2 separate regions of the Triticum aestivum genome follow, and region 2 is linked to region 1. Evidence: chromatin contacts called from public HiCAR-type data. All regions are on one chromosome and are shown on one strand. The core of a region is the stretch at or near the end of the contact, and the rest is flanking DNA. Distances in the headings are between cores, read along the strand shown.

Region 1 (3,053 bases), core at 231-2,730:
CACACATTCATGTGTGATGTACAAGCTCAAAAAGTTTCAGCTCCTAATGCGAACTACACTTAGAGGACCAAAAAAGACAAAATCTGATGTGAATAGTGTCAAATACTATTCACCCCAAGCTGGCACTATTCATACTCAAATTTGTCTTTTTTGAATCTCTAACTGTAGATCGAGTTTTGAGCTGATTCTTTTTGAAGTTGTAGACATACCCCGCAGGTATGTTCTACATTTTTTTTCAAATTTTTTTGGATTATCTAAATATGAAATGTTTAGGTTGATCCTACAATCTCACCTAAAGGGCTGATCCTATACTAGTCTTCCCCACTGATCGGTGGCAAGAGGAATGAGGGCACCTATCTGCTGCATTGTGGATACCAATGATGTTTGTTATTCGCGGCAATGCTGCTACTTATAGGGATTGTTATCTCAGTAGGCACCTGATTCTTCAACATTCTCTGTAGACTTTCAGTCTGATACTCTGAACGTACACCTCTACATTTCTAAACGAGTGTGCTGGTGATACTATTTGGCCTACAAAGGACATTGACTTTTGGATTTGGTGTTTGAACTGTTGAGTGTGAGTCAGTTACACACAGCTGATCTGATTTAGTTCCTGTATGGTACAGCTGATCTGATTGTGCGCTAAAGACATCCGTTGGCCTACAAAGAGGATTAACTTCTGAATTTTAACTTTGAGCGTGTGAGTGGTTACACATGTCAGATCATCATTTTGCTGGCTGCGAAATTCATCTGGCATGGGATCGTACAGGTCTTTTACTGTGCCTTCTTGATCCTGTAGTTTAGAGAATTAAGAATTTCAATATATTCTCATTTCGTTATCTGTTAGTCTGATGATCCCACGGCACTGCGTGACATTAAGCCTTTCGCTTGTTCAAACGATGCATTGGAAAGTGCAGGGCTGCTAGTACTACCAATCCACGAAATCAGTTATTTACCTGGTGTTAGACGCTGTTGTGGTCAAGGCACGCTACTCCAACAGCTCCATAGCCATCATTTCTGGACATAGCCGCGTCAACATTGATCTTAACCTTTTTTTGGTGGCAACTTGGGGCTCTATTCAAAGTTTGAAACATCTGGAATACAAGCAACAACCGGTAAGGCCCCTAGCCACACATGGCGACCCACCGAAAGAGACGCAACTCCTTTTGCTAAAGAGTGGGCTTCAAAATTGTTCTCCCTATGCTCGAAACAAAATTCTAAATGAGTAAAGTTTCTCCTACTAGAATTGATCTTCTCCATTCTTGATGATTGATATAATTTCTAAGCAATCCGAAGCACTAACCAAACCTGTGAAGATTAATAAGATCTTGCGCAAGGCCAGGAGCCCCGCTAGCAGCTTGGGCTGAAGTGGACACTAGCAGTACTCGGCTGTTGCACTTAAGGCCCAACTTAGATCACCGCACAGTCCACACGCAGTCACGCAGCCGCTACCCTAAAAAAAAGGGGAAAAACAAAGTACCGATCGAATCGATCGGCTTCTATTTCTATCTCGCCAAATCGATCCCCTTCCATTCCCCCGACTCCGACTCGAGCCCTAGCCAGTAGCGACTGTTGCGCCGCCGCCGGCCGCTCCGTGCGCCTCCACCGCCTGCTGCTGTATTCCGAGCGCTGCCCGCTGGTGTCTTCTGCTCCGTGCCGCTGCTGCCTGCTGAGCCACCGCCCGACGTCGAGAAGGTCGTAGCTTTGGCAGCAGCGGCGCTACCTTCGGCGCTGGTACCTAAATTTTTTTAGGCCTAAAATGTTCCTCCCGGCTAAATTTGGTTCCTGGGTCCGCCGCTGTCCAGGGGTGAATAATGGCGTCGCGGCAGGCCGCCGGCCTCACCGACTACGAGCGCCTCCGCGAGGAGAACATCCGCCGCAACGAGGCCATCCTCGCCTCCCTCCGCCGCAAGGCCGACGAGCTCTCGGCCGCCATCAAGTCCTCGTCTAAACGAGGACGAGGACGCCCCAGCAATCAGCCCCGCAAGAAGCCCGCCGCCAAGACAAGCCCCGGCGAGCTCCGCCGCTCCCTCCGACTCTCTCAGCTCCCCCCCTCCCACTCCCCGGACGCCGAGCCCACGCCCGGGCCCCCTCCGGTGCCGCGCAGCACCAGCTTCTCCTCCTCGCTCGCGTCCTCCATCATCGAGTCCGCCTCGCTTGCGCCGCCTGCCAGGGTTCGGGCGGACGATTTCGATGCCGGGAAGGAGCTCGTGCTGACGCCTGCCAACGTTCGGAAGGTGGTGCCCGACAGGATACTTGGGGTTCGGGTCCTGCCGCTGGTCGACCGGACCGTGGTTGCGGCGGGGAACAAGTTGGGGAATGTTGGGTTCTGGGTTGTGGACGGCATGGTGGAAGATGAGGATGGCGACGGTGCGGATGGGGTGTTCGAGTATTTGCCTCACAGGGGCCCTGTGCCAGCAATCGTGGCGCACCCTGCCGCGCCACAGAAGGTGATGGCTCCCTGTTCTTCTGCTCTTTTACTGGTTTTCTGATTACTGATTTAACATTTAGAATTTAAGTTAGTTGTATGGCGTTCGCTTAAATTGGGTGGCTGGATAGTATGAACACAGGATTTGGTAAGAGTAAATTGCACTTCTCTTTGCTAACTTGTGCATAAATCTTTTACACACATAACTTCGCAGTTCACTAAAAGAACTCACAAGTCTCCTGTTAACCAAACTCACTATGTCAACAAGTTCGAAGCTATGTAGATAAAGCCACTAGAAGTTTCTATTGTATAGGCAATTGTTTGTAGGGATGATAATATTTAGCACTGTTAGTAGTCATTGGATTATTTCTAGGATGACATCTGTGAAATGTACTGTTGAAGAAAATTATTGCTGCTGCTTAACAGCTGAGAATCATATATTAGGTTATGGGGACTGCAGGGTTGGCTGGTCGATATTCTGGATTAATTGTCATCTGACGATAGGGGAACATTTTGATCGGTGTGCGGTGACCGTACAAAATGGGTCATGGGAGAGGATGGAAGAAGGCAGGGGCTAGTTATTAGGGGAGACAGAGGGGCTTTAGATTTTGTTGGTGTTCTTCCT
Region 2 (3,053 bases), core at 367-2,866, 350 kb before region 1:
AAGTGTGGGGAGAAAACAACACGCTGCTGGCCTATGTAGTATCATCTCACTCGTCTAGCCCAGCTGCCTCGTATTCAAGACCGAAGCCGCTGCTTGACTTGTTGTAGCACGCAGCGCGACTCCTACTTGTACGAAGTATAATAGTACTGTATATTGATTCGGCAGGAAATTTACAGAGGGAGTACAAAAAAGATACTACTGCATTATCCATACACGGCAGTATGCACCAGCGGCAGCGCGACCCGACAGGTACGTAGTATAGCGCAAAGCAGCGACGCTAGCTTGGCTTGAGCAGCAATACTGCCGGACCGGATGATATCAAGCAGTAGATCGTAGTGGTGGTTAGTAGCAGCAGCAGCAGCATAACTTTGGACTGGAGGATGAGTAGATAGATTAGATAGATGGATAGGTACTACTGCTGGTGTTTTAGTTGGGTAAATATATCATCGTGTATACTTGTAAAATCGATCGTGCGCGCGCTGTGTGCGACCCGTAATAATAGCCACCCGGAGAAGAGAAATCTCCAAAGCGGTTAGTTGGCAGGCACGGACGGACGGACGGACGGACGGGCGCGTCGTTCTCGCTCGTCGCACAGCGCACAGATGCTCCGCTCTCCCGCCCGCACGCTGCTGGATTTCGTAACTTTTTACAAGGGGGAAGTACATGCACCGCCGTGGTAGAAATTGACGGGAGATTCGGTCGATGCTCCATACGAGAGGGCGAAAAGTGGCTTCAGCTTTCGACGTGGGGGCAGGAGTTACCGGCCGGGACAACACTGATTTGATGGACGTGTCATGGGTTTCGAGCGAGTTTGATACGGCGACAGCGTAGGCGCCGTAGTACTAGGACGTGTTGCTTGCTGATCGTCGCCTGAACCGTACGCCGAGATCTCTGGCTCCAACCACCTCCCGCTCCGGTGTAATCATAGTAATAATTTAATTAATGGGAAAGTTGTGAAAGCTGTGGTGCACTGTAAGTGACCCTTGCGTGCCATTACCACCTGATTTAGATCCCCACCGCCGATTAATTTGCCACTTATCACCAATGCCCCGAGCCGCACTCCACCTTGCAATGCCAATGCATGCACTTTGCTGTTCGCTCTCCTTCTTGTCAACTACTCATTGTCCCCATCACCCCATTCCCAGCTCTTTATCTACCCTACTCAACTCACTGATCGCCTGCACCACCAGAGCAAGTCTACAAGGTGGAGGACGGAAGCAAAGGGAGCAGCGTCACCCTTGATTTGGATGGGGATATGGGGTGGCGGCCTCACAAGGAAAGCATTGGTCATATTGCGCAAGTCCCATAAAAGGGAGAATTGACAGCCATGTGGTGATGCTAATAGACATCTTCCAAAGTGTATAGAGAGAGTAATAATATCCGTCCGGTATTCTTGCGTTGACAGTAGGAGGTAGGCACATACCATCTCACATGGAAAGTTATCAAGCACAACTTATGCAAAATCGTTCAAGTATGGTAACAAATAATGGCTTGATTCTTGCGACCAAAAGTGTAATTCCGTGCAATGCAACCATGCTAAACAATGCGCCATGGACCACAACGCGTTGTGCCAGCAGGGCATTAGATTCAGTACATTTCTTTCGTACTGCTAATATACTTACGATCTACCATTAATTCAGAACAATAACTCGGCAAAAAAAAATTGATTTCTACAGAACAATACCAATGGCATAATAAGTGGAGAATACGGGGAGCCATCCAGAAAAGAGAGGGGGCAAAAGGAAAAGAATGGAATAAAAGGCGGAAGCTTGGCAGTTCCGCGATATTCCAACTTCCGCAGACGACCCCCACGGAGGCGGCTCCTCCTGGCCCTCCTACTCTCTCGCACACTCCGTTTCCTTTCCTTCCCCCGAAAGCTCGTATTTTTAGCCATCTCTCGACCCAGCGGAGCTCTCTCTCTCGCTCGCTCTCCCTCTCTCGCCATGGCCAAGAACACATGCAAGCTCTGCTGCCGCCGCTTCGCCAGCCCCCGCGCCCTCGCCGGCCACATGCGCTCCCACTCCATCAAGGTCGCCCGGTCGCAGCAGATCTCATCGGCCTCCTCCGCCTCCACCTCCCTCGCGGCCGGGGACGGCGACGACGCCAGGATGGCCATCCAGGCCCACGTGCTCCGCGGCAAGCCCAAGCGGAGGGCGCGCCTCGCCGAGTCCGACTTCTCGGATCGCGAGAGCGAGGCGGAGTACCCGTCGCAGTCGCCGGGCGCCAAGCGCGTGCATGGCGGATCGCGCGACGCCGAGCCGGTGAGCTCCGTGTCCGACGCCGCCACGCCGGAGGAGGACGTCGCGCTGTCCCTCATGATGCTCTCCCGCGACTCCTGGCCCGCGGTGGCGGCGTGGACGCCGTCCTCCTACCGCGTCGCCGACTCCGACGACGGAAGCGACGGCGGCGGAGAGGCCGCGCCCGCGCCACCGGCTGCGGCCGAGCAGAAGCGGACGCGGTTCCAGTGCCCGGCGTGCAAGAAGGTGTTCCGATCGTACCAGGCGCTGGGCGGGCACCGCGCCAGCCACGTCCGCGGCGGCAGGGGCGGCTGCTGCGCGCCCCCGCTGAACCCGCCGCCGCCGCCGCCTCCCGCTTCCACCCACCTGCAGCCATTGCCGGAATGCGAGGAGGGCACGAAGCCTCATCCGCACGAGTGCCCCTGCTGCTCCCGCGTGTTCGCGTCAGGGCAGGCCCTCGGCGGCCACAAGCGGTCCCAGCTCTGCCCAGGCGCCGCCGCCGTGGCCGATCATCCCGCCGCCGCGATGAAAAGCCTGGGCCTCATTGATCTGAACCTCCCGGCGCCCTTCGAGGACCTGGAGGTCTCCGCCGTGTCAGATCCCTTCCTCGCGGCAAGGCCAGGCCACTGAAAGCAAGCAGAGCAAGCAAGCAATCCGGCGTGCTTTTCCTTTCGGTCGGTCAGTTGGTTGATTCCAGTGGAGACAGATGATCCGGGCTTGTAATTGCTAGCAAGAAAGATGGTGCTCAGGCAGTAAGCCAAAAAGGTAAAGAAAAGGGTTAAGAAAAAGAGAGACGGGTAGTTGTTTTTCCTCCTC

What was found. HiCAR-type assays count read pairs that join an accessible place to other places.
Region 2: a HiCAR-type map of leaf shows a contact between it and region 1, with 6 times the contacts expected there. The contact joins the promoter of LOC123049772 here to the promoter of LOC123054237 in region 1. A contact is called at or near these places in 3 of 5 Hi-C or Micro-C datasets (leaf and an unstated tissue) and 1 of 1 datasets of contacts at active chromatin or transcription factors (leaf).

Annotation. Positions count from the first base shown.
Region 1 is chr2D:526,722,562-526,725,614 of IWGSC CS RefSeq v2.1, reverse strand. It overlaps LOC123054237 (DNA damage-binding protein cmr1), which reads left to right and starts at 1,480. Exons shown (of 5, transcript XM_044477958.1): 1 at 1,480-1,695; 2 at 1,806-2,450. The coding sequence starts at 1,815.
Region 2 is chr2D:527,074,028-527,077,080 of IWGSC CS RefSeq v2.1, reverse strand. It overlaps LOC123049772 (zinc finger protein ZAT1-like), which reads left to right and starts at 1,616. Exons shown (of 1, transcript XM_044472648.1): 1 at 1,616-3,053. The coding sequence starts at 1,944. The coding sequence ends at 2,867.